7 separate regions of the Mus musculus genome follow, and all the other regions are linked to region 5. The links are chromatin contacts, called in public promoter capture Hi-C and targeted proximity ligation maps. All regions are on one chromosome and are shown on one strand. The core of a region is the stretch at or near the end of the contact, and the rest is flanking DNA. Distances in the headings are between cores, read along the strand shown. Region 1 has its middle 19 kb from the start of Snx32. Region 2 holds the start of Cdc42bpg (CDC42 binding protein kinase gamma (DMPK-like)). Region 3 holds the start of Rnaseh2c (ribonuclease H2, subunit C). Region 4 holds the start of Atg2a (autophagy related 2A). Region 5 holds the start of Dpf2 (D4, zinc and double PHD fingers family 2). Region 6 holds the start of Efemp2 (epidermal growth factor-containing fibulin-like extracellular matrix protein 2). Region 7 holds the start of Majin (membrane anchored junction protein).

The links. Promoter capture Hi-C pulls out the DNA fragments that hold promoters and counts their contacts.
Region 1: a promoter capture Hi-C map of pre-B cells shows a contact between it and region 5, with 8 times the contacts expected there. A contact is called at or near these places in 13 of 39 promoter capture datasets (the 3T3-L1 cell line, the C10 cell line, embryonic stem cells and 6 more), 7 of 130 datasets of targeted methods (astrocytes, bone marrow-derived macrophages, embryonic stem cells and 2 more) and 3 of 9 other capture datasets (adipose tissue, embryonic stem cells and liver).
Region 2: a promoter capture Hi-C map of pre-B cells shows a contact between it and region 5, with 4 times the contacts expected there. A contact is called at or near these places in 8 of 39 promoter capture datasets (the HPC-7 cell line, embryonic stem cells, fetal liver and 4 more), 5 of 484 Hi-C or Micro-C datasets (CD8 T cells, embryonic stem cells, pro-B cells and 1 more), 20 of 130 datasets of targeted methods (the SCID.adh cell line, bone marrow-derived macrophages, cardiomyocytes and 12 more) and 4 of 9 other capture datasets (adipose tissue, embryonic stem cells, liver and 1 more).
Region 3: a promoter capture Hi-C map of the SN4741 cell line shows a contact between it and region 5, with 5 times the contacts expected there. A contact is called at or near these places in 11 of 39 promoter capture datasets (the 3T3-L1 cell line, 3T3-L1-derived adipocytes, the C10 cell line and 6 more), 1 of 484 Hi-C or Micro-C datasets (CD4 T cells), 8 of 130 datasets of targeted methods (the 230-238 cell line, the SCID.adh cell line, T-cell acute lymphoblastic leukemia and 4 more) and 4 of 9 other capture datasets (adipose tissue, embryonic stem cells, liver and 1 more).
Region 4: a contact with region 5 is called in a targeted proximity ligation map of the SCID.adh cell line, with 15 read pairs. A contact is called at or near these places in 13 of 39 promoter capture datasets (the C10 cell line, the HPC-7 cell line, cranial neural crest and 9 more), 9 of 484 Hi-C or Micro-C datasets (the AML12 cell line, CD4 T cells, cerebellum and 5 more), 15 of 130 datasets of targeted methods (the SCID.adh cell line, astrocytes, embryonic limb bud and 6 more) and 4 of 9 other capture datasets (adipose tissue, embryonic stem cells, liver and 1 more).
Region 6: a contact with region 5 is called in a promoter capture Hi-C map of neural stem cells. A contact is called at or near these places in 15 of 39 promoter capture datasets (the 3T3-L1 cell line, the C10 cell line, the HPC-7 cell line and 8 more), 1 of 484 Hi-C or Micro-C datasets (B cells), 2 of 130 datasets of targeted methods (bone marrow-derived macrophages and embryonic stem cells) and 4 of 9 other capture datasets (adipose tissue, embryonic stem cells, liver and 1 more).
Region 7: a promoter capture Hi-C map of the SN4741 cell line shows a contact between it and region 5, with 6 times the contacts expected there. A contact is called at or near these places in 3 of 39 promoter capture datasets (the SN4741 cell line, neutrophils and stem cell-derived epiblast-like cells), 2 of 130 datasets of targeted methods (astrocytes and embryonic stem cells) and 1 of 9 other capture datasets (adipose tissue).

The regions. Positions count from the first base shown.
Region 1 is chr19:5,528,113-5,531,605 of GRCm38.p6, forward strand. It overlaps the pseudogene Gm31166. Among named protein-coding and RNA genes, the nearest start is that of Snx32, 19 kb to the left of the region's middle.
Region 2 is chr19:6,305,133-6,308,456 of GRCm38.p6, forward strand. It overlaps Cdc42bpg (CDC42 binding protein kinase gamma (DMPK-like)), which reads left to right and starts at 1,325. Exons shown (of 37, transcript NM_001033342.1): 1 at 1,325-1,743. The coding sequence starts at 1,584. Gm52380 (a long non-coding RNA gene) reads right to left here and starts at 1,414. Exons shown (of 3, transcript XR_003952842.1): 1 at 1,332-1,414; 2 at 503-580.
Region 3 is chr19:5,600,118-5,603,349 of GRCm38.p6, forward strand. Rnaseh2c (ribonuclease H2, subunit C) reads left to right here and starts at 1,756. Exons shown (of 4, transcript NM_026616.2): 1 at 1,756-1,963; 2 at 2,076-2,257; 3 at 2,333-2,452; 4 at 2,707-2,842. The coding sequence starts at 1,792. The coding sequence ends at 2,733. Kat5 (K(lysine) acetyltransferase 5) reads right to left here. Exons shown (of 14, transcript NM_178637.2): 14 at 2,897-3,232.
Region 4 is chr19:6,240,046-6,243,375 of GRCm38.p6, forward strand. Atg2a (autophagy related 2A) reads left to right here and starts at 1,623. Exons shown (of 40, transcript NM_194348.3): 1 at 1,623-1,921. The coding sequence starts at 1,751.
Region 5 is chr19:5,911,325-5,914,695 of GRCm38.p6, forward strand. It overlaps Dpf2 (D4, zinc and double PHD fingers family 2), which reads right to left and starts at 1,547. Exons shown (of 11, transcript NM_011262.5): 1 at 1,417-1,547. The coding sequence starts at 1,448. Gm42067 (predicted gene, 42067) reads left to right here and starts at 1,630. Exons shown (of 2, transcript NR_168272.1): 1 at 1,630-1,748; 2 at 3,213-3,371.
Region 6 is chr19:5,473,409-5,476,690 of GRCm38.p6, forward strand. It overlaps Efemp2 (epidermal growth factor-containing fibulin-like extracellular matrix protein 2), which reads left to right and starts at 1,282. Exons shown (of 11, transcript NM_021474.3): 1 at 1,282-1,366; 2 at 1,653-1,770; 3 at 2,000-2,048; 4 at 2,658-2,864. The coding sequence starts at 1,660.
Region 7 is chr19:6,183,027-6,186,247 of GRCm38.p6, forward strand. Majin (membrane anchored junction protein) reads left to right here and starts at 1,319. Exons shown (of 11, transcript NM_001165919.2): 1 at 1,319-1,556.

The DNA of each region.
Region 1 (3,493 bases), core at 174-2,673, 380 kb before region 5:
TGCGTTGATTCAATAGGTATTACCAAGCACCTACATACAAGTACACCACTGAGTACTGTACTATGGTAGGTAGGTGCTAAGGATACAGTAATATGTTTACCCAGGGAACAGAGAGGCTAGTAGGAGTTTTATACACTGAGCATATAATCAACAGCAGATTAATTTATGTCGGACTTGTCGGAAAGGCTGTTCGGAGCCTAGGGATGTAGCTTGGCTGACTGTTTGCCCAGCAAGCGTGAAGCCCTTGGTTTAATTCCCACACTGGTAAACTAAGTGTGGTAAAGCATGCCTGTAATCGCAGTACTTAGGAGGTGGACACAGGAGGACGAGTGGTTTAAAGTCGTAATTGGCCACATAGCAAGGTCAGCCTGGAATACCTGAAATCCTGGGAAAGGAGGAAGGAAAGGAACGAGGAAGGAAGAAGAGAGGGAAAGAAGAAGTATTTACTCGTGAAAGCTGGTCAAATGGCTCAGGAGGTAAAGTTTTTGTTCCTGAAACTCACACAGGGGAAGGAGTCAGCTGATTCCTCCAGAGCTGCATCAGAGAGCCAGTGAGCCCCACACGCCTTCCCCTTCCCACACAATAAATAATGTGATACAATTTATTTTGTACTTCAGATTTTATTTTATGTGCATGGGTATTTTTGCCTCCATGTTTGTCTGTGCACTGTGAGAGTGCCTGGTGCCCATGGAGGCCAGAAGAGGGCATCTGATGTTTGGGAATTGGAGTTACAGATGGTCATGAGCCACCTTGTGGGTTCTGGGAACGAAACCTGGGTTCTCCGCAAGAGCAACAAGTGTTCTTAACTGATGGTTCATCTGTCCAGATTTTTTAAAAAATTAAAAAATTTTAAAGACCACGAATACTTGTGAACTGGCATGGTGGTGCAGGCTTGTGACCCCAGCTACCTAGGAGACTGATGTAGGATGAGGTCCAGATCTTCCTGTCTCGAAGAGAAGAAGGAAGTTGGGGGTTTAGCTCAGCCAGACTGCTCACCTAACATTTGCTAGCCCTGAGCCCAAACCTCAGTATGGAAGAGGTGGAGGTGGAGGTCAGATAGTGAACAAGACAGCGGAAATTCTTATAGGGTCAAAGATCTTCCAAGGAACTGAGCAGGACCACATGAGGGTGGAAGCAGAAAGTCACCAGTAAAAGAGCATTTCATTTGCTACTCGAGAACAGCTCAGACAGTAGTGTGACCACCGTGACCATTTTATAGATGCTTCCCACCTCCCCCACTCCCTGCCCCCAGCAGATTTCTGCCTAACACACCTTATTTTCTGAGGCCTGATTGAGGTGGAAAGGGTTCTTGTCCAGCAGAGGGCAGGATGAGAAGGAAAACGGCAGGCGCTCAGGGTCAGCCCAGCATCAGTCTAGCCGCAGGTGTAGTCGCAATCGACCAGCAGAGGGCGCCGCGGAACCGTCTTGGCTCTACCAAATGTGCCCTGGTCCCTACCCCACCACACCCACTGGGACTCCAGTACTCCTGACCCAGCAAGCTTTCAGCGCCCTGGGGCTTTTCCTTGCACGCTAGTGCCCTCTTTTGTTTTCCTAGCCGCTTGTTCCTTAATCAAACTGTGGAATAACAAACCAGGGCAAGTCACTGAAGTTAACTTCAAACAGCGAGCCAGTGACCACAGACACATGGACCTGTCTCATCCAGTTCTCGTGCCGGGTCCCCAGGCAAGCAGCCATACAGAGTGCCAGCTGGTTGTTGCCTCTGTGCCACGGCTGCACGTCCCTCATGTAGGCACAATCTTGGGTTTCTTCAGGCAGGGTGACCTGGCAGGTCTGCCCCACCCACAGCTGGTTTCGCTTTCCTAATGTTAGAAGTGCCTCTAACTGAGGGAGGGTGGCGGAACAGGTTTCAGCATTTTCCCTATTTTTTTTTTTTTAATATGCTTATTTGCTTAAGATTTCTTTCTGGTGAGTTCTCCCCCTTCTCAAGAGATGCCCAGAGCGCCCTCTTTGGCATTTGTCCAAAGTCCAGGTTCTAATAGCTTTCAGCTAGTTTAATTTTAACCATAAAGCCGTCTTTTGGAATAATTACTTTTTAATCCGGAAAGAGCCAGTTTGATACAAGACTGTAAGACGTTCCTCCTGCTCAGAGCTAGCAGATGTAGAGGAATATTCATTTCCTGCAAGTGCGTCTCCTAAGTGAGGGAGCTGATGGGTGTGAGAATGGAAAGTGGAGAGAAATTGATTGGGTTTAACTGTTTCAATGTCTGCTTTAATGAACTTGGTGTCTAAGGAGAATAAGCTGGAACGAGAGCGGGGAGAGACAATATAAAGACCTTTGTGCTGATCTGCAGGTGGCAAAGTGGCCTATTCTCAGAGTTGTCCTGTGCACAAGCAGATACGCTCTGATTTCTGGGACAGTCTCTGCTTCTCAGACAGAAGACACAATGGCCTTTGTTAGATCATCTATTGGTTGTCAATTCTAAAACCGTAGGCATCTAAGAGACCTGTCAGCAGCCACCGGCCTTTTCTCCTTCGGACTGGCCCAGCAAGGGCGGGCCATCAGCGACGAGAGTCCCCAGAGTGCTCCACGCTAGCTGGATCCCATTTCTTTCCTTATGGCCCCAGTCCTTTGTAATAATTACTTGTGTTTATGAAACCTTAAAGGATTTTTGATGTATCAGGGTAGAAATCCGTCTTCCTTTTTGTTGTTGAGGTAGCAAGCTTTTTATTTGGCAATAAAAGACAAATCAAAGGTGAGAATGAGAGGAGAGGGAGCTGTGTGTGGTGGGGACCGTCTGGAGAGAGTCCTGCTGAGGCAAGCGGGCTTGGGAGAACACTGTTACAGAAATCAACTTTACTGTCGCCCATGCTGGGCTTGCTCGTGTCCAGGGCTCTCGTGGCAGCACTGGGTGAGAGGGAGAGGATAAAGGAAGCCTTAGCACATGTTACCAATGGCAAGTCTTGAGCCAAAATCAAGGCTCTCCTAATCTAGTTGGAGCTGGGCCTTTTGGGGTTAAGAGTAAATCGTATGTGTATAGTCTCAGCTCCAGAGAGGTGGAGACAATTAGATTAGGAGTTCAAGGCCATCCTTGGCTATATAGGGAGTTTGAGATCAGCCTGGGTTACATGCGATTCTATTTTGAAAAAATAACCAAGCAGTCCCTCCCCAAAATAAGGGCAGATGCCAGAAGCCAGTGTGGACTGTGGATCCCAACACGCTGAGAGACAGCACCTGTAGTGGTTTTACGTGTATTCGATGTCTACAAACAGAACAATCCACCCATTAATCCATCTGTCCTAAGATGGAACAAGTCAGAGCCTGGTGCTCTCCTCTGACTGGGAAAGAATGGGAGAAGGCTATGTGTGAGTGTCACACATTCAAAAAACTTATGCTATGAGGATGAGTCGGAAGGAAGGCAGTAGGTGCACTAGTCTGGATTTCAATCGTTTCTTTTCTGTCCTTTAGTTCCTAAGACTTCCAGACCAGACCTGCTCGACAGGCGTTCTCCTGACAGCCTTCCACACTGGCACC
Region 2 (3,324 bases), core at 75-2,574, 390 kb after region 5:
TTGACTACATAGTGTGTTCCAGATCAGCCTAGTTTATATGAGAGGATAAAAACAACACCAACAACAAAAACCGTAAATCCAAACTCCAGTCTGCCCTCCCTGACCCTCCCTTGGCAGTGCCATGGCATTGAATTTGAATCCTGAGTCTCTTTCCCAGCCTGATAGATCTGGAAAGAAATATATGCCTGTGTTTTCCCCATTTCAAATTGTGGACCTCATGGAGAAGGGGCTTCTGTAAAGATCAAATGAGAGACCTACAGTGGTTGGTTGGTTTTTTTTTTTTTTTTTTTTTGTTTTGTTTTTTTTTTACAGGGTTTCTCTGTATAGCCCTGGCTGTCCTGGAACTTACTCTGAAGACCAGGCTGGCCTGGATCCCAGAGATCTACCTGTTTTTGCCTCCCAAGTACTGGGATTAAAGGCGTGCACTCCCACACCACCACCCCAACATAACCCCTGTAATGTTTCTAGACCCCGTTAGATGGGATTTGGGTGTCCCACTCACTTTGCCCCTGCAAACATTCAGAATGCTTCCTCCCTCAACGCTGATGACTCGATCCTGTCAAGGTCTTCAGCTTGCAGTCTGGAAGGAGAGGCAAGCCCTCTAAGTAGGCCTTTAAACAAGTTGTTCAAAAGACACCAGAGCACCCTTCTCTTTGGTATCTGGCCTGTCACCATCAAGACCAACACAGATGGCCAGAAATAAAAAACCTCCCTGGACACAGCCAGCACCTCCACCTCCTTTGCCTCCATCAGCACATCTCAAACTTCTTGTGCCCTCCACGTTCCAGTTCAGGGCCTTGTTCCCGCCAAAGCCTTGAAAATCAGTCCCATCTAGGTCCACACGAGAATCTAGTTTCAGAGACCCCCTACCCTCAGCCTTCCAAAGCCGCAGTGTATTCATGCTAAATGAGTGTGCCCATCCTACCTCAACTACATGTCTCTGGGTTAGTTTTAAGGATTTAAAGGAGATCAGAAACTTTTGGGGGTAGATGGGTGTGTTGCCTTAGCGCCGCTTTCAAACCGAGGCCAGAGCGGACTACAACTCCCATCCGGCTTCAGGGCCGCAACCGTCCCTAGCCCCTCTGGCCTGGCTAAGGGACAGGCCGCTGGCCGGGTCCCGCGGGAAGTTGCGCTAGGCTCTGTCTAGGTTAGTGTCTCATGAGGGTCTAGGTGGCGCTGGGACTGGGGTGGCACCGTGATCAGAGGGGCCTTTTGCGACCCCAACGGACCCCCTCCAACCCCGCCCAGGAGTTACTTTTCGTGGCCCGCCCTCCCACTTCCTGGACGAGGGTCGGCCCCGCCCCCGCGCGCCTCCGCCTTCCCACCTTCACCTTCAGCCGCGGCTCCCATTGGCCGGCGCGCACCTGCCCGTCCGTCGGGGGCGGGCTTGGAGGGCGGGGCGGGCGACCAGGTGAAGGAGCGCGGGTGGCGACCGAGGAAGGTGACAGCGGGGAGGGCGGGAGGGAGGGGGGAAGCCGCGCAGAACGAGCCACGGGACCACAGACGGACCGCCGGGCGGACGGACGGACGGGGCATGCGGGCGGCCTGGCTCTAGCCCGGGTTTCGGGGCTCCAGCGGCAGCCATGGAGCAGCGGCTGCGTGCGCTGGAGCAGCTGGTACGGGGCGAAGCTGGTGGCAGCCCAGGGCTCGACGGCCTCCTGGATCTGCTGCTGGGGGTGCACCAAGAGCTCAGCAGCGCCCCCCTGCGCCGGGAGCGTAACGTGGCGCAGTTTCTGAGCTGGGGTGAGTGGTCCGGGCAACACCCGGGAAGGGAAGCTGGAGGGACGACAACACCTGGAGCTTTGTGCCCCCAGACCTTTTCCCGGGAGTGGCATATTCCTGAAACTTCCTCATTGTGCTGTATCTAACGCTTGCCGTTGGTCTCCACAGCCCGCTCGCTCACCTGCACCTTACTTCAAACTCCCAGAGACAGGTACATAAGGTACACTTCCCACATACCCTGCTACAGACCCCAGACATGTTGCCAATACACATCTTTCACAACGGTCACCTCATGCTCTACCTAGAACATACATTTAGGCGGACACCGTTTTGTGTGACATAAACATACAGACTTTCTCTATTTCCTCCGTTCTTCAAGAGGACGGGCACTTTGTTCTAGGACCCCTCTCACCTGTCACACACTCAAAAGTCCTCGTCCTTCACCTTGCAGACAAGTCTCCTTACTTCAATCCCTAGCCGGGACCAAGAACCAACCTCAACCCCTTTGGAGGATTTGGGGTCTTGTTAGAAGTGGTTTTATTTGATTCGTCTGAATCCTTGGGAATGGCTGACTTAGGGTGATCCTAAACCCAATGTGGGCACTGGACACATCTGGCCAGGCTTTGGTGAGGAGGGCATGGGAATTGGGCCTGAAACATGGGGTGTTTACCCTGTAGGCGATCAGAGTTCTTGGTGCTCCTGAGCTATGGGCAGACACAAGGCTAGGCCAAATATGGATGGGGGTCTACCAGCCAGTCCTGCCATTTCTTTCTGGGGTGAGAGCAGTTAGACGGCCCTGCCCCCGTTGCCTGCCTGTTTCTCTGTGACTCTTCTGTGTTTTACAAGTGTCTGATTTGTCATCACTCCCACATGACACCTGTACCTGGGTGTGTGCATGTGGCACATGTGTGTGTGTTTACACATATGTGTGTTTCTCCCTGCCTGCCTCTGGCACCTCTGCTTGGGACCCCAACACAGGGCATGTCTGTTGACTTCTCCCGAGGTAACTCCAAGGCCGGGTGTGACTCACGCCTCTCCTGCCCCAACTTGTCCCTGCTCCTGCCCAGAGCCCCCACCCCTTCTGGCAAGACAAAGGTATTAGGCATCCTGTCCAGGAGGTTGGATCTGGGCACCAAGTTTGGCCAATGTGGCTGGTGGTCACCTCTGATATTTCTGCAGGCTGGCAGCTGCTCCTCCCTGGCTCCATGCATAAACCTGGGAAGAGACAATTAATTTCTGTAGTGAGGTTTGCACACCTCCCCCGCTGTGGGGGTTCTGCCTGATAAACCTGTGGAACAGCTCTCTGTCCCACCCACAGGCCCGCCCAGCTGGCAGGGAGTTTACCTTCTGGCAGGGGGAAACTGAGGCAAGGTGCCAGATCGTAGATGTCCCCCAGTCCTCACTGGTCACTCCTGTCTTCATCATTTCCCAAGACTCGGTGCCCTTCCCCCTGGCCTACAGCCACTTCAGTTATGGGGAGAGCCTGGGAGTGGTTGGACCTAGCCCTTGCGGAGGTGGTGGTAGGGCAAACAGACTGTGATGCGGGAGGAGGTTCCTGCCTGTATAAGCCCCATCCAGAGAGGGAGGTAGGGCTCTAAGTGG
Region 3 (3,232 bases), core at 506-3,005, 310 kb before region 5:
ATAGGGCAAGTTTCAGGACAGCCAGGGCTACACAGAAAAACCCTGGCTCAAAAACAAAAACAACAAAAAACAAAACAAATTTTAAGGTCTGTACATGGTTGGTGGCAGAATTCCGCAGAAAAGATCCATACACATCTTAGCAGAGTCAAATCAGCAGCTTCAGTTAGACCACACGCTTGTCAGAGCAGCTGAGTCCCTTTGATAGTTGAAAGGTACAGCTAAGAGCTATTATTCGGGCTATTGATTAGTGGTTCAGGCTGGGAAAGCCCACTGGAACGTATGAGATGGCTTGACAATGGGTGTAAGGAGGTACAATATGTGCAGTGTGAGCTGGTGGGGCATGTGCAGTGAGCTGGTGGGGCATGTGCAATGAGCTGGTGGGGCATGTGCAGTGTGAGCTGGTGGGACATGTGCAGTGAGCTGGTGGGACATGTGCAGCGTGAGCTGGTGGGGCATGTGCAGTGAGCTGGTGGGGCATATGCAGTGAGCTGGTAGGACATGTGCAGTGTGAGCTGGTAGGACATGTGCAGTGAGCTGGTGGGGCATGTGCAGTGAGCTGGTGGGGCATGTGCAGTGAGCTGGTGGGGCATGTGCAGTGTGAGCTGGTGGGGCATGTGCAGTGTGAGCTGGTGGGAAATACAGCGCAGCTGGAAGGATTACTTGGAGACCAACAGTGAAATATTATTTGCTGGAATCTCCAAGTCTTAAGGCATGGAGACAGGCCAGGGGCAGTGTGTTTCCCTTGAGGTTTGAGCAGCCAGGCCCTGCCCTCAAGACTTCTCTAATCATTATGTCCAGCCCCACTGGAAATTAACCAGGCCCTGCCTTAAGGAAAAAACAAAACAAAACAAAACAAAACAAAACAAAACAAAACAAGCCAGGCATAGTGGCGCAGGCCTTTGATCCCAGCACAGGAGAGGCAGAGGCAGGCGGATTTCTGAGTTCAAGGCCAGCCAGGTCTACAGAGTGAGTTCCAGGACAACCAGGGCTACACAGAGAAACCCTATCTCAAACAAACGAACAAACAAAGAAAAGAAAAAACAAAACAACAAAACCCACCCAAGATGAAGCCACAGATTGCATCAGTCCCTGAGCTGCCCCAACATCAGGTTGCAAAATCCTTCCATTCTCAGAGCACTCTGGATAGTTCTGCCCCATCTCCAAAACCCTCCTGCTCCGTTCTTTGCTGCTTCTGAGCAGAGACAGCCGCCTTCCCTCCTGTCTCTTTTCCAATAACTCTCTTATGTGAGGTTTGTTGTAGGATGTGATTTCGTAGTATTTTTGGCTCCCAACTGCCAGGATACCTTTCTCCTCAGAGCTGTAACATTTACACTGGTTTTAGAGTCAAGTCAGGGGTCGGGTGTTCTTTCTTTGGCCTTTTTTCCCTACAGGATGGTAGTCCTAGAGCACGTGCTTAATATGTCCAAGGCCCTGAGTCCAATCCTCATCACCACCAAAAATAGTTTGTCAGACAACCTATTTAAATAGGACTCTTCTAGGAATCCGTTCAGTTTTTTGTTGTTGTTTGCTTGCTTTCAAACGACAAAAACCATAAAAATATTAGGGCTGGGTGGGCACGGTGGCGCAAGCTAAACCCCAGCACTGGGAAGTGGAGGCACAAGAATGAGATCACACATAAAGACTTGAGCACAGGAAGGCAGGTGCTTACAGAGAACAGCCAGAGAAAAGACTACGTTTCCCATAAGGCTCTGCATCTAGTGTGCTCGGTCTCCCGACAGGCCCTGCGTTCCTCACCCGCCAGCTTTTGCCTGAACCTTACAAGCTTCTGAGATGAAGAACCCGGAGGAAGCGGCAGACGGGAAACAGCGTATTCACCTGCGCCCTGGCTCGCTGCGTGGTGCCGCACCGGCTAAGCTGCACCTCCTGCCCTGCGACGTTCTAGTCAGCCGGCCGGCCCCGGTAGATCGCTTCTTCACGCCCGCCGTCCGCCACGATGCAGACGGTGAGTCCGAGCAGGCCCCGCGGCTCTCGGGCTTCGTGGCCCGCGGCAGACGCCACCCGTACATCCTCCCGTGGCCAGGCTGGCCTGATGGCTTTGCATGTCCCTCCTGCAGGGCTACAGGCGTCGTTTCGCGGTCGCGGCCTGCGGGGCGAGGAGGTAGCTGTGCCGCCAGGGTTTGCGGGATTCGTGATGGTGACGGAGGAGAAGGGAGAGGGGTTGATAGGGAAACTGAACTTCTCCGGGGACGCGGAGGACAAAGCGGACGAGGCGCAGGAGCCGCTGGAGCGGGACTTCGTGAGCAAAGGGAGATGGTAGGTTTGGGGTGAGGGCAGTAGCTGCTGTCCCGAGTCTCAACCCGGCCTTTTCCAGGACCGCCTTATCGGGGCCACCGGCAGCTTCAGCCATTTCACCTTGTGGGGTCTGGAAACGGTCCCGGGTCCAGATGCCAAAGTGCATAGGGCCCTAGGTTGGCCCAGCCTCGCAGCAGCGGTACGTATACTCAGGAGCCCTTTTCCTCCTCAGACTTGGTCAGTCCTTCTATCCGATTTGAATAGTGTCTCTAGTGATTTGGGGGCTTTAGGGCAATAAACACCACGGGGATCATGGCTCCGGAGGCCCAAACTCCCAGTGGTGGGGGGCATTCCCCACTTTTCTCTTAGACGAGGCTATCACCCTGAGCAGCTGGGTCCCCACCCAACTGCTGTGTATTATAAGTCACAAAGTAGAAGTGACTCCTGTTGCAGATTCACGCCCAGGTCCCTGAGGACTGAGAACCAGATCATGAGAATGACAGTCACAGATCCCTTCTCACCACTTGGAGCGACTGTTTCTATCCCAATAAATGAGATCTTCACAATGCCTGAGTCTGTGGGCACCTTAGCACCCTGAAGCTGCCATTACATGGCACCCAGTTTGGTAAGAACTCCTGATAGCTCTGCCTATATAAACAATTTATTTCTGGGGGCAAGAGGGGCCAGAACTTTGCAACCAGCGCCCACCCCACCCTCCAGCTCCTCCTTTATAAAAGAAATTTTTACAATCACCGGTCCTGTACAGAATGCTCCCCACCCATCTTAATGTACACAGCTGCCTGGATCCCTTTGGTCCACGTGTTCAGAGCGGACCTGGGCCAGTAAGCCAGTTATCCTCGGAGTTGGCCTAGACCTGAGCTTGCCTTGGCACTGGCCACTAGTGGGCCCCTCCTAGGCCTCTTCTCCTCTTGGGTCTGTTCTTCGGCCTGTCTCACTTTGCGTGCCTCTTCGAAGCTCA
Region 4 (3,330 bases), core at 373-2,872, 330 kb after region 5:
CATGGGTTCCTTGTGGATGCAAGGAAGAGAACAGCCAGAGGCATCTGGAAGAGTCCAGAGCAGGGAGAGAGGGGAGCAGGGGTGCAGAGAAAGCAAAGAGGGCAAAGAAATGAACCTCCAGGGCTGGAGAGGTTAGGGGACAGGGTCTGCCAGCCAGGATGACTCTGTACCATGTACTTATGAGTAGGGACTCAGGTAGCCCAAGAGGTTAGCATGGACCTTGATAGATATACATTAGGCACCAAAGACTCTCATTGATGTGAGTCATAGTCCCTTTTGCCAGAGATAAGCAGAATGGCTCCTCTTAGCAAGTAGGAACTATCATCCCCCACTCCACCCCACCCCACCCTGCAGGACCGGGTTTCTCTGTGTAACCTTGGCTGTTCTGGAACTCCCTCTGTAGACTAGGCTAGCCTGGAATTCAAAGACTGGCTTGGTGTATGTCCCTGAGGGAATCCTCACTTTTGTCTAAATGTCTGAATTTGGGAAAAGGAATTTCTTGGGGACCTGACAGAATTTTTAAAAAGAGAGAAATGGGTGTGTGTGTGTGTGTGCCTTCAATCCCAGATTTTAGAAGCACAGGCAGATGCATCTCTGATTTCAAGGATAGCCTGGTCTACAGAGCGTTCCAGGACAGCCAGGCTACACAGAGAAACTTTGTCTCGGAAAAAACAAAAAACAAAAAAAGGAAAGAACAAGGAAGAAGAAAGAAAAAAAAAAGTGGAAACAAATAGTGCCTTTTTAGGGAGTTGTTAACAATAATGGATAAGATAAGCGGCTAGGAGGAGTGGGGAGAGGGGTTTTGTGGAGGCAAACTGGGAGGAATAACATTTGAAATGTAAATAGATGCCTGGCAGTGGTGGTGCACGCCTTTAACGCCAGCACTTGGGAGGCAGAGGCAGGCTTTAGAGGCCAGCCTGGTCTACAGAGTGAGTTCTAGGACAGCCAGGGATACACAGAGAAACCCTGTCTCGAAAAACATACAAACAGAAATGTAAATAGATAAAATAACAAATAAGCAAATGAAAAAAGATAAAGGACTAAAGCAAGTTTCATAGGGCTGGGCGTGATGATGTATGCACGCCTTAAATTCCATCATAGAGAGGCAGAGGCAGGAGGATCCTATGAGTTCAAGGCCAGCCTGGACTACAGTGTGAGTTTCAGAACCGCCAAATACAGAAAAGCTTGTCTCCAAAAAAAAAAAAAAAAAAGTTTTATAAAAGTGCAAATGTGCATTTGTTGCCAAAAGATAGACTGCAAAATTCGCACTGACTTTACTCCTCTGATAAGCTTGTCTACAAATTGGGTGAGTCACTGTTCCTTTAAATTCTTCCCAATCACCTAAAAAAAAAAAAAAAAAGTTGGACAAATCGGCACATGCGCACTCTTCCTGGCCCGGACTGTCGCCCTACGGTTGCAGCCTTTCCGCAGCTTGAAGCAAGGAGGTTAAAGGTCCTCCCACTCAGAATTTACGCGCAAGCGTAAACTACGATTGGGAGCATTTCATCTCGCAAAGAGCCCAGTCCCTTTTTCGCTCTTCAAGGCTCCGCCTCCCGCGGCCAATCAGTGGGCCTCGCCCTTCGCAATGACCAATGGCAGCGAGCGTGGGGGCGTGGTTGGGCGTCCGGGGGCGCGGCCTGGCGCTGAGAGAAGCGGCGGGGCGAACCGGGGGCTCTAGTGAACAGCACAGCCGGACCGAGATCGCCGGCTGTCGGCCAGCGGAAGCGGCTCGGGCCCGGCGGTCCCCGAGATGTCACGATGGCTGTGGCCATGGTCGAACTGTGTGAAAGAGCGTGTCTGCCGCTACTTGCTACAGCACTACTTGGGTCACTTCTTTCAGGAGCACCTCAGCCTGGACCAGCTCAGCCTGGATCTGTACAAGGGCAGCGTTGCCCTGCGGGATATTCACCTGGAAACCTGGGTGAGGAGGCAGGGCAGAGGTGGGATGGTGTGGAGAGAGGGAGCACGGGCCAGCGAAGGGTCCTCGCGGAAGGTTTGGGCTGGAGGACAGGCACCGTGTTTGGAGAGGCCAGTGGGTCTCGACCGCCTCCGCCAGGCCCCCTGGCTGGCCCGTCACCACTTAACCAGAAGCTAGGAGAGAAGTCTCTGTCTTCACCTCTCTAGGAGAGACAGACTAGGAAGTGAGGTGTTACTTTAAAAAAAAAAATGTCACCATCATCATACGGAGTTTGGGAGAGCTGCTTGGGGAAGGGGATTCCCGGGAGCTAGGGGAGCAGAGAGATGTTGTGGGGAGCCAGGCAGTAACAAGAGCTGGAACTAGGGTAGTCAGGGAGGCTTTGGGGGTGTTAAGAGCCCTGCCAGGGGCACCTGTAGAAAGATGTGTCCTGACCTCCTCACCCCATGATCCTGGGCATAAGGGGTGGAGATCGCCCCCGGATGTGGATGTCAACAACAGCGTCACTGCCTTCTGTGTTGATCCACACCTCGTGTGACTGTTGCTGCTCTCTACTTCCTGCTTTTGGGAGAGTGGGAGGGGCCTAGCTTGGGTTTAGGGAAGGACTTGGTCTCTGGCATCTCTACCTGGAGGGCAGCCCTCCAGGAGAGGTGTAGAGGTTTAGCTTCAGGCTAGCTGGGGTGGGGGATGGGAGGAGAAGCTGGGCCTGATGCTCAGGAGGTCTGAGGCCTAGGGTATGGAGTTGAGCAGGAGGCTGGGGGTGGCAGGTGAGGGGCATTGACTCACAGCTGATGGCTGGGAGTAGCCAAGGAGCCACCAATTAGAGGCTCCAGCTAAGGGCTGGTATGGGGTCATCCTAGCTCCAAGAGCAGTAGAATGGGCATGTGGCAGGGCTGGCCTCTTTCTCTTTTCTAGCTGGCCTATGGGTCTGCAGCTTCACTTAGAAAGAGCTAGAGGTGAGCCATGCCTTTGGGAACAAATATGGGTTGAAGAGATGGTGGCATCTTCTAATGGCCTGGTATAAGAGGTGTCTGACCTTCGCCTCTTAAACCGCTCAGAAAAATATCCAACATCTGGGTGTTCCCTTTTTTTTTTTTTTTGCTTTCAGCCAGAATGCCTTCTCAGTCCACTCTCTTGTTTCTTTTTTTTTTGGGAGGGGGGGCTGTCCAGGGCCCTGGCTGTTTTCTAGCCTCTCCCAGACAGCCCAGGCACCTCACTTAAGCCCACCCCTCTCTGCTCTTCACCCTACAACCCTACCTTGAAGGCATTCCAAGCAACTACATGGTCCAAGGACCAAGTTGAGCCCTTCCCAGCCTCAGCTTTCCTGGTACCTGGAGTGACTAAGACAAATGCCTAGGCCTCAGTGTCCCCATCAATAGAAGAGGAAGGTTGACTCAACCTCTGCTTGCCTCTGG
Region 5 (3,371 bases), core at 297-2,796:
AAGATTTTCAGGGTAAAAGCTGTGACTCCTCCTTTCACAGGAAACCTGGGGGGTGGGGAGGGGGCACAGGACAACTCCCCTTCCAGGGGAATAAGGGGGGTCCAACAAAGAGAAAGGCAGGGTAATAAAGACTTAACTTCTGAGTCCAGAAGGAGAACTATAAAATTGGTAAATTAACAGCCTCATTTCTAAATTGAGGGAAATGTCAGCCTGAAGAGAGCCGGGGATCCGGAGTGGGCAGATCACAGAGATAATAGCGTTGGGAGGAGGGGTGGTTGAAATAGGCAGCAGGATGAAGCCAAAAGCGAGATTAAAAAAAAAAAAAAAGCCACAAGAGAAGGCACTTAGCTTAATGGAAGTGGAAAAGCATTTTCAAAGAAAGGGGCTGCAAGCAGCAGGGAAGAAGCAACTTAACCTTAAAAAAAATTTTTTAAAAGCCTCTTGGGACGATTGGGGCTCAGCCCACGACAAAGACAGATAAAGCTGCGAAAAGTCCTCCAGAATGGTTCCAAAACCTTTACTTTGTCATCCAGAATCCAAAAGCTTTGATTGGACAGCTGAAACACTTCAATTTCTCTATCCTTACATCACGTCTAACATGGCCATTAAGGGAAGAGAAGGCCATTCTTAAATCCAATGGGCACCCCGTTCCAAAACTCTGATTCTTCTTCAAGAAGGAAGGAAGAGCCTCATCCAAACATCTCCAACTGAGGGGAAGCGACTAGCAGGCCAGTCCCCGTTCCCGGTGTCGCCCAACAACCGTTTATTTCAGCTCCACTGGAAATCTGACCCGCACAATGGCATCTGGGGGACAGAGAACGCCCACCTCAGGGCTCCTGCGGACTGGAAGGCCATCTGGCTCCGGTCTAGTTCCCCACTCCCCGAAGTTCTGCTCTTGGACCAGTTCTTCCCAAGAACATTTTTAGTTTCGTGGACCCCGGATTTCCCGGTTAACGTCACCAGGCTGCTTAAGTCTTAGGACTCCGCAGGGACGGCGGAGCCTATGGCCCCAGGGACGGCGGTGGGCGGGGAGGGGACCCCGATCTCCTAGTGCCGCCGGCCTCGGCTTGGCGGGACTGACGCGTCTCCAGAGAGGGGCCAGGGACCGTGAGCCTCTCCTTCGCAGCCCGCAGCTCCGCTCGGGGCTCGGCCCGCGAGGAGGACACCCGTCGGGGGCTCCGGTGTGCCCCCCTCCAGTCCTCCACAAGTTTCCAAAAGAAGCCCAGCGCCGTCTCCCGAGTCTCCTGTTGCCCTCCCTCCCAGCAGTCGCACAGCAAGGACTTCCCGGGCATGTCCTTCTCTCTACCTTGTCTCTTCCCGCACCTCCCTCTCTACTCCCAGGTCCTTTACAAGATTTCTGGTACATGAGAGATTAAAAAAGAAAAAAGAGACAAACAAACAAAAAAGACCACTCACAGCTTCACTACATTCTCCACCACAGCCGCCATCTTCCCTGTTCCTCTCCCTCAGGCCGGGAGGCCCCGAAACCTACAACGCGCAGGCGCTAAGCCTTCTCAGGACACAGGGTCCTCGACCCTCTGCGCAGGCGCAGCTAGGGGGTGCGCGCACGCACAGGCCCACGAGAGCGAGCGCTCGAGAACGACCTGTCCTGAAGGAGCCTAGGATCCCAGTGCGCAGGCGCGATTGGAAAACTTACATGCCCTCTGCAGCTCATTCTAGAGATCCGTCTCCCCTCCATTTAGTGACGCCTCAGCTAGGAGATCTGGCTCGGTTGGAAAGTGAGAAAGGTAAGTGAAAAGGCCACGCGGATAGGCTAGAAGTTGCAAACAGTGTCCTGCCTGGCTGGCCGTTAGCCACGAGGTTGACACACAGGGAGAGATTGGTGGGTAGGTAGTGAAAGGTCAGAGTCCCAGTCCTTTAGGTACCTCTGTTCCCAGTCAGCCCATTTTAGAGAATGGAAAGTGAGTGCCCAAAATGGGCTGTTCTTGGGCCTGACTCTCATTCGGACAATTCCTGCCAGTAAACCCGGTCCTTGAACTTCACTGGCACCCACCTCTTCTCTCTTGCTTGCCTCTCTCTCCCTCTTCCTCTCCCTCTCTCTCCCTCTCCCCTCTCCCTCTCTCTCCATTCCTTTGCTCTGTATGTCTGTCTTTGTGTGCGTGCATGTGCCATAGCATATGTGTAAGAGTGAGAGAGCAGCTTGGGGATGTGAGTTCTTTCATTCTACTTTGTACCTGGGGGATGGTGGTCAGGTTGTCAGGCGTGGTGCCCAGAGTCCGTATCTGCTGTGTCATCCCACAAGCCCTTGATTGCTATTACCAAGCCATTCTCCACATTGAAAGTTTTCACTGGTGTGACTAGCCCTCTTAGTTCTATACTATTTATTTCTCCTTCAGTATCGAGTTATGCAAATCCATGAACAAACATGTTTCCCCTTAAAGAAGAAACCAGCCGGGCGGTAGGGGCACACACCTTTAATCCCAGCACTTGGGAGGCAGAGACAGGAGGATTTCTGAGTTTAAGGCCAGCCTGGTCTACAAAGTGAGTTCCAGGACAGCCAGGGCTACACAGAGAAGCACTGTCTCAAAAAAACAAAAGCAAAAACAAAAACAAAACAAGAAGAAGAAGAAACCAACAGGACTCCCTTAAGCCCATTGGCACTGCATCTCAGCCCATTTCTTTTCACTCTTTCTAAGCAGATTTTCATTCGTATTCTGTACTGCCCTGTTTTCCTAGGCTCTCTTCTGCTTACTGAGTGCTTTTGTTCCCACCAGGCCTTTTGAAATAACTCCTAACAAAGTCACCAAACCTCGGTTTCAATGGATTTAGAAGCGATCTACTCTCTGTCCATGTTGGACCTGATATATATGTGTATATGTATATGTATGCATAGATTGTCTTTTTTTCTTTAGGAGGTAGGAGGATTGCCACAAGTTCAAGGCCCATGCAGGCTACACAAGCTCCAAGCCACTGGGGCTACATAGAAAACCTGAGGGACAATAGCAACAAACAGCAAAAGTTCCCAGAGCCTCCACTCAAGTGGAAACTTCTGGTTTCCTTAACAACTTAGTCACATCATGTGATGTTTTTCTGGAAGCTGTCTTGTGAGAGGACATGTAATATTTTGCCGAAAACAGATACCTGAGAGAGTGTGTGATGTTTAGAAAGAATATAACTGGAACCCCACGAACAATGAGAGGGAGTTCTTGCATGGCTATACCATCAATGCTTCGCTGGTCTTCACTTCATAGGGAGAAACTCACTCGCCAAACAACGTCTCGTGGTATCCTGGCTGACTCTGGCCGCTTCAGCAGAGCCTGGCTGTTCCTGCTGGATTGTGCTACTGCTACAGATTCATGTTTGGTGTTTGCTATTGAACTGGGCTGCTTATATCCTGACACGGAAGAGTG
Region 6 (3,282 bases), core at 32-2,531, 440 kb before region 5:
ATCTAGCTAAATTAGTAATTTCCAGCGACAAACCCTGTCTTAAAACATAAGGTGAATAGGTACACACGAATATACCACATACATTACCACTCAGACAGTTAAATGAAATGAAGCAGATTTTTTTTTTTAAACGTCAAGGCAGAGCGGAGCATGGTAGTGTACACCTTTCATCCCAGAGCCTAGGAGGCAGAAACAGGCGGATCTTTGTGAGTTCGAGGCCTCATCTACTTAGTGAGTTCCAGAACAGTCAGAGTTACACAATGTGAGACCCTGTCTCAAAATGACAAAACAAAAACAAACAAACAAACAAGATGGAAAGAGGTTGGGTAAGGGAAAGTTAAGGAAGACCTGGTTATTGCCGCTAGCGGTCTGGGCCAGGCACGGGAACCCTGGACACGCAACCCTTTCCCGTCTAGGCCCGCCTTGAGACGTGGGCAACGCGAAGTCCCGCCCATTCACCCCTTCCTGGGCGCTGGAGGCACCCAGACTCCGCCTCCAAGGCATGATCTCCGCTGGGGGCGGAGGCGGAAACTGGGTGGGGGACTTGGATGGGAAGAGGCTCGGGAAAGGGCTGGCACTGGGCCCTAGTGTCCTCCGCGCCCAAGTTCAAGCTTGCCCGCCTTCCCAGGGGCTTCCATTCATTTCGAGCCAAGAATACTGCTGCCCTCTCCCCCATACTACTGTAGTTTTGCGCTGGCACGGCTTGGGGAAGCAGTACCCCAAGTAAAGAGACCACCTGGAGGCCGTGGATGTGGATGCAGAGGGAATTGGACAATTAATTTGGACAATTAATTAAGTTGGACGAGGGTCTGGAAACCTTGGATGAAGTTTTAGGATCATCTAAGTGATGATGGTTTAACACTGGATAAAATTCTGAAAGGAGTAGAATTTGAAGCTCTGAGGATTAAATGCCTAGTAGGTTCTGGGAGGCGCAGAATCGGGTTACACGGAGGTGCGAATGCACAGCATGGGATTCCGGAGGCACAGGTTAGATAGGGTCTAGGTGGGCAGAATAACATTTTGAGTGAAGGCCCGGGGTCCTTAGGTGAGTTTGGGGGCCAAGCATCAAGGTCAGTGGCCTAAGGATCCAAACTTTGGGAAACTCTGGCTGGGCGTCCGCAGGCGACTCCAGGCAGCGCCGCGGGGGACCGGGTGGGGGCCTGTGGCCGGCCGGGGCGGAGAAGCCGGGGGGTCGGGGTCCCTCCCCCTGGCGCGGGCTCAGGAATCCGCCGAAGGGCGGGCGGAGGCGCCGGGGTGGGCCGCGGCCGGCGGGCGGGCGGGGGGCGCTTCCTGGGGCCGCGCGTCCAGTGAGCTGCGCGGTCCGTCCGTCCGTCCGCCCGCCCGCAGGCACTGCTGGAGTCGACGCGTGAGTGGCCTCCAGCGGAGGGAGGGCGCGGGCCGTTTGGCGGCCGAGTCGGTGCTGCGCGGAGCGGGGAGGCCTGCGCTTCACGACTCGCGGGGCGGGGGCGGGGCGGTCCGGGATTGCGGGCCTGGGCCATAGGCCTGCGAAAGGATTCTGTCCCCAGCCCTGGAAGGTTCCAGCCTCAGCACAGTCCTGAGACGAGACAGCTGGGACCCAGGCTCCCCTTCCAGATAGAGGGAATGGGGGGTGCTGTGGCAGAAACCCCTGACTTCTGCCCACCACCTCCCAGCCTCAGGATGCTCCCTTTTGCCTCCTGCCTCCCCGGGTCTTTGCTGCTCTGGGCGTTTCTGCTGTTGCTCTTGGGAGCAGCGTCCCCACAGGATCCCGAGGAGCCGGACAGCTACACGGTGGGGACCGTGGGGTCACCAGCTTGGGATGGGATGGGAAGGACAGTGAGATCAGGATCCTGGGGAGGCTGCTTCTGGGCAAGATTCTCCCCGGCTTGGTTGGTGGAAAGCTGGAGGCCATTGTGTGGAGCTGACCCGAGCATGACTCTGAACTCTGGCCCTGGTCTTGGCCTGGCTAGTTGGTGGAGACAGCCAGGGTGGTCACTGGCCACATCGGGTTCCCTTCCAGGAATGCACAGATGGCTATGAGTGGGATGCAGACAGCCAGCACTGCCGGGGTGAGTCTCTGTCTGGGGTACTAGCCATCTTCAGGAACTGGGAAGGGGGTTGTTGTTTCCCAGGGATACCTTACCTCCCAGAGCTGCTGCAGGAACTTGATGGCCCTTTTCCCTGTCCAGCTTGGTAGCCAGCCATGCTTCCCTTGTGCCACTCAGTTAGGAGCCCTGCCCCTTCAAGAAGCTGGACAAACGGCCTCTATCCTGCAGGAGGGAAGGGAGCACCTGGCTATTGCCCAGAGAGAAGGAAATACGCACACCTTCCCTGGACTGCACTGTACCTGCCTAGCCCAGCTCTTTATCCCAATGCAGCCTGGGAGAGCCGTGCATGCCCCGTGGGTCGGCAGGCCCGCAAAATTTCTCTTGGGCAAAGGTAGAGGCAGGGATTTGAGGAGGCAGGAGAATGGAGATACCAGTGTGAAACAGGGGGCCCCACTCCCAGTCCTGCCAATCCCTGGCAGGGCTTCTGGGTCAGCAGCCTTAGTTTGCCTAGCAGAGAGAAAGTCTTGCTCTGTTGCTCAGCTTAGAGAAGGCCAAGTTGGGCATCTGCCTCCCACTACCTCCAGGGCCAGCCCAGGTGACTGGCTGTGCCCAGCAGGCCCCTCTCTGCAGATGTCAACGAGTGCCTGACCATCCCGGAGGCTTGCAAGGGTGAGATGAAATGCATCAACCACTACGGGGGTTATTTGTGTCTGCCTCGCTCTGCTGCCGTCATCAGTGATCTCCATGGTGAAGGACCTCCACCGCCAGCGGCCCATGCTCAACAACCAAACCCTTGCCCGCAGGGCTACGAGCCTGATGAACAGGAGAGCTGTGTGGGTAAGCAAGGGCTGATCGGGTGTCTGGGCTTCCACGCGGTTTATGAGTTTTTTCCCCGAGACAGGGTTTCTCTGTGGAGCCCTGGCTGTCCTGGAACTCATAGACCAGGCTGGCCTCGAACTCAGAAATCTGCCTGCCTCTGCCTCCCGAGTGCTGGGATTATAGGCGTGTGTTACCATTCCTGACTTTTTTTTTTTTTAATTTTTAAACTAATTTTGTATTTACTGTACAAAGTAATGCGTTCCATCATGGTATCATCTCCTGGCACATGTCATTCTTGTTTGTTTTCATCTTCTAGTAGCACTTTTTGGTCCTCCCTAGTTTTTGTTGTTGTTGTTTTTGTTTTTTATTTATTTTTTTGTTTTCTTTTGGGGGCGATTTTGAGACAGTTTCTGGATTTGATCCCCACCATCACAAA
Region 7 (3,221 bases), core at 69-2,568, 270 kb after region 5:
AGCCCACCCCTTTCCAAGGACAGGATTTGTCCTGGGAGTTCCTGTGAACAAAGGATCAGGGTATGGTTAGGCTTATATTTAGGCTAAAGGAGACAGGATAGTAGGCTGGCCTTGAACTCAGCTCTACCTGTCTCTGCCTCCCCTGACTTGGATTAGTGGTGGGCCTCCATGACCAGCCTTCTGTTTTTAGAGGCAGGGTCTCATGTATCCCAAACTCCTGTGTTCTCCAGGATGACTCTCTGGTCCTCTGCTCCTGAATGCAGGATTACAGGGAGCTCCAGCACCCGCTCAGATATGCGCCGCTGGAGCCTTGTGCATGGTAGGCAAGCACCCAACCAATGAGCTACATCCCAGCCCATGAGGTCCTCTTTAGATAAAACAACTCCACCCCTGAGATCCAGTTTCCTAAGCCAGTAGGTGCTTAATGGCTCTAAGTATGAAGAGGAGGCATGTGGAAGGGCTGAGGGTGGGGAGGGACAGTCCTTACAGAGGGAACAGCAGGTTAAGCAGAGAAATGCAGAGCTTGGACAATGGAGAGCCATGGGTCCATCTCCCACAGATGCGGGCCCATCATCACCAGTCCAGCACACTAGGCTGTGTAGGCAAGGATGCCAAATTCCCTAATGATTCAGAACATAAAACCCGACCAACAGGAAGCAGAATACCATGACTGATCAAGCATCCTGACTTCATAAATCCTTTCATTTCCTGGTTGGATTAAATCAGACTACAAAAGATCTGCCCTAGGGTCTGGCAATGAGGATGAAAGGCAAGCATACACCACAGTGCTGTGTATGGAGAGTGCCTGGCACAGAGGAGAGACCTCAAAGTAGTTTTACCCGACTGGAGCAGGTGCGCAGGTGGGAAGAAAGCAATGCATGCGTAAATCTCAGTGTAAAACGCTCTTGGGCATCCGGCACATCATTCCCAGAACCTACATGGTGGAAGGAAGCAAAATGCTGCTTGTAAAACACACACACACACACACACACACACACACAAGAATGGGGTTTTTTGTTTGTTTGTTTTTGGAGACAGGGTTTCTCTATATAGCTCTGGCTGTCCTGGAGCTCACTTTGTAGACCAGGCTGGCCTCGAACTCAGAAATCCGCCTGCCTCTGCCTCCCCAGTGCTGGGATTAAAGGCGTGTGCCATCATGCCCGGCGCGAGAAAGGTTTTTTTCAAGAAACAATAATAGTAGTTAAGGGATAGGTCATGAGGCTGCGCGTGACGCTCAGAAGTTAGGTGTTCTTGCGCAGGCTTCAGTTTTGTGAAACCCCGCCCTGCCTCAAATCTGCGCGTGCGCGGAGGATTTGGCGGGAAGTTCCAAGGCTTCGCTTGTGCACATCAAGCTAAAGGCCGAGTTCAGAGGAGACCGACGAGAACCTGAGTCCCTGGCCCGCAGTCTTTTGACTTCGACGTCCTCTCTTGGAAAAAAAAAAAAGATTTCTGAGCAGAAAGTCAAGCGTGGCCACCTTTCTGAGGTGCTGGAGGAACCCTAGTCAGTGTGCGAGCGACAAGTGTGGCTGTCAGCGCCTGAGCGCTTCGAGGCTGAGGTAACCGCCGCCCCGCTGCTGGTGTCCCCGGGCTTTGAGCGGGTTCCGCCTTGGAGGGAAGTTTCTGGGCCGGGCCCCACACGCAGCCTCTGGAGGACCCTGGTCCCTGAGGCCTGGCTTGGGGATTGCCCAACCCGGCCGTTGGCTATAAGGCCTTGAAGGGCAGGCTGGGCACTGGTGCAGACTGGAAGCTTGAAGAGGGTGGAGAGCTGGGGTGGCAGTGGCAGGGAATGGCCGCCATGAGCCTCCAGAGGGTAACCAGCTCAGAGATGATGAGAGCTATGTCTTCTGGGCTAGTGAGGAGTGCTCTTCAACCCTCTCATGTCCAGGGTGGTGCCATGTTTGCCTAGGACACCGATCCAGCTTTCTCAGACACTGCCCCCACCCAGTCCTTCTGTACAGAAACTTCCAGATAGTCAAAGGAAGTGTTCATTCTGGCTTTTAACTACTCCCTAACCCAGGTTTAATAGCGGCGCACACACACACACACACACACACACACACACACACACACACACACACGACTTTTTCATTGACATGCTTCCTGTCACATGTTTTGTTGTTTTTTTCTTGTGTTTTGGTTTGCTTTGCAGTCTTTGTTGCTTGGTGGTTTTGTTCATTTCTTTATTTTTTGTTTGTTTTGTTTGTTTGTTTTTGGTTTGGATACTCATGGAATCAGGGTCTCATGTAACCCAGGCTGGCCTGAAACTCAGCACATAGTTAAGGATGACCTTGAACTTCTGATCCTGCCTCCACCCTGAGTGCTAGGATCATAGGGATGGACTACTGACATATTTTCTGGGGCTGGAGAAATAGCTCATAGATTAAGTGCGCAGGTTCCTCTTAGAGGAACCAGATTTTGATTCCCAGCACTCATATGGGGGTCCACAGCCATCAGTAACTTCAGTTCCAGGGGATCTGATGTCCTCTTCTGGCCTTTGTGGGCACCAGGCTCAATGTGGTGTACTGACATATATAGAAGCAAAACACTGATATACACAAAATAATAATAGAAACAATTATATTTAAAGAAAAATATTTGGAGAAATTTCTTTCCTAAAATCCCCTGTTTCCCCAGGAAGGGCGTGTGTGTGTGTCTTTGGTTAGGTGTTCAGGTAACCGGGTATCTCTCAGCAAACTGGGTTTGCTTTTTTTTTTTTAACATTTCTTTTTCTTTTTTCATTTTCATGTATATGTAGTGTGTGTATGTGTATTCACATGTGTACGAGGCCTGAAGTTGATGTTAGAATTTGGCCTCCATTACTCTTCAACCTCACCAATTGAGGTGATGCCTCTCAATCAAACCTAGAGCTTGTGAGTGCAACCAGTCTTGCTAGGCAGCTTGCTGTGGAGATCCCTGTCTCTACCTCCTGAGGCTGGCATTCCAGCTCACCAGACATTTACATGGGTGCTGGAGGCCCTAACTTTGGTCTTCACACTTGCATGACAAACACTTTCATCTCTGAGCTATCTTGTCTACTTTCTTTCCTTTTTTAACAACAGGGTCTGACTCTTGAGCCCAAGCAGTCTTCACACTCATAACACTTCTCCTCCTTCATCCTCCTGAGGGCTAGGGTTTCAGGTGTGAGCCATGGTGCATAGCCACAGGAGTCATCTCTGACTGTCCCTGTCCTTCACCTGGTCAAGTCACTGGATCATGAGTGG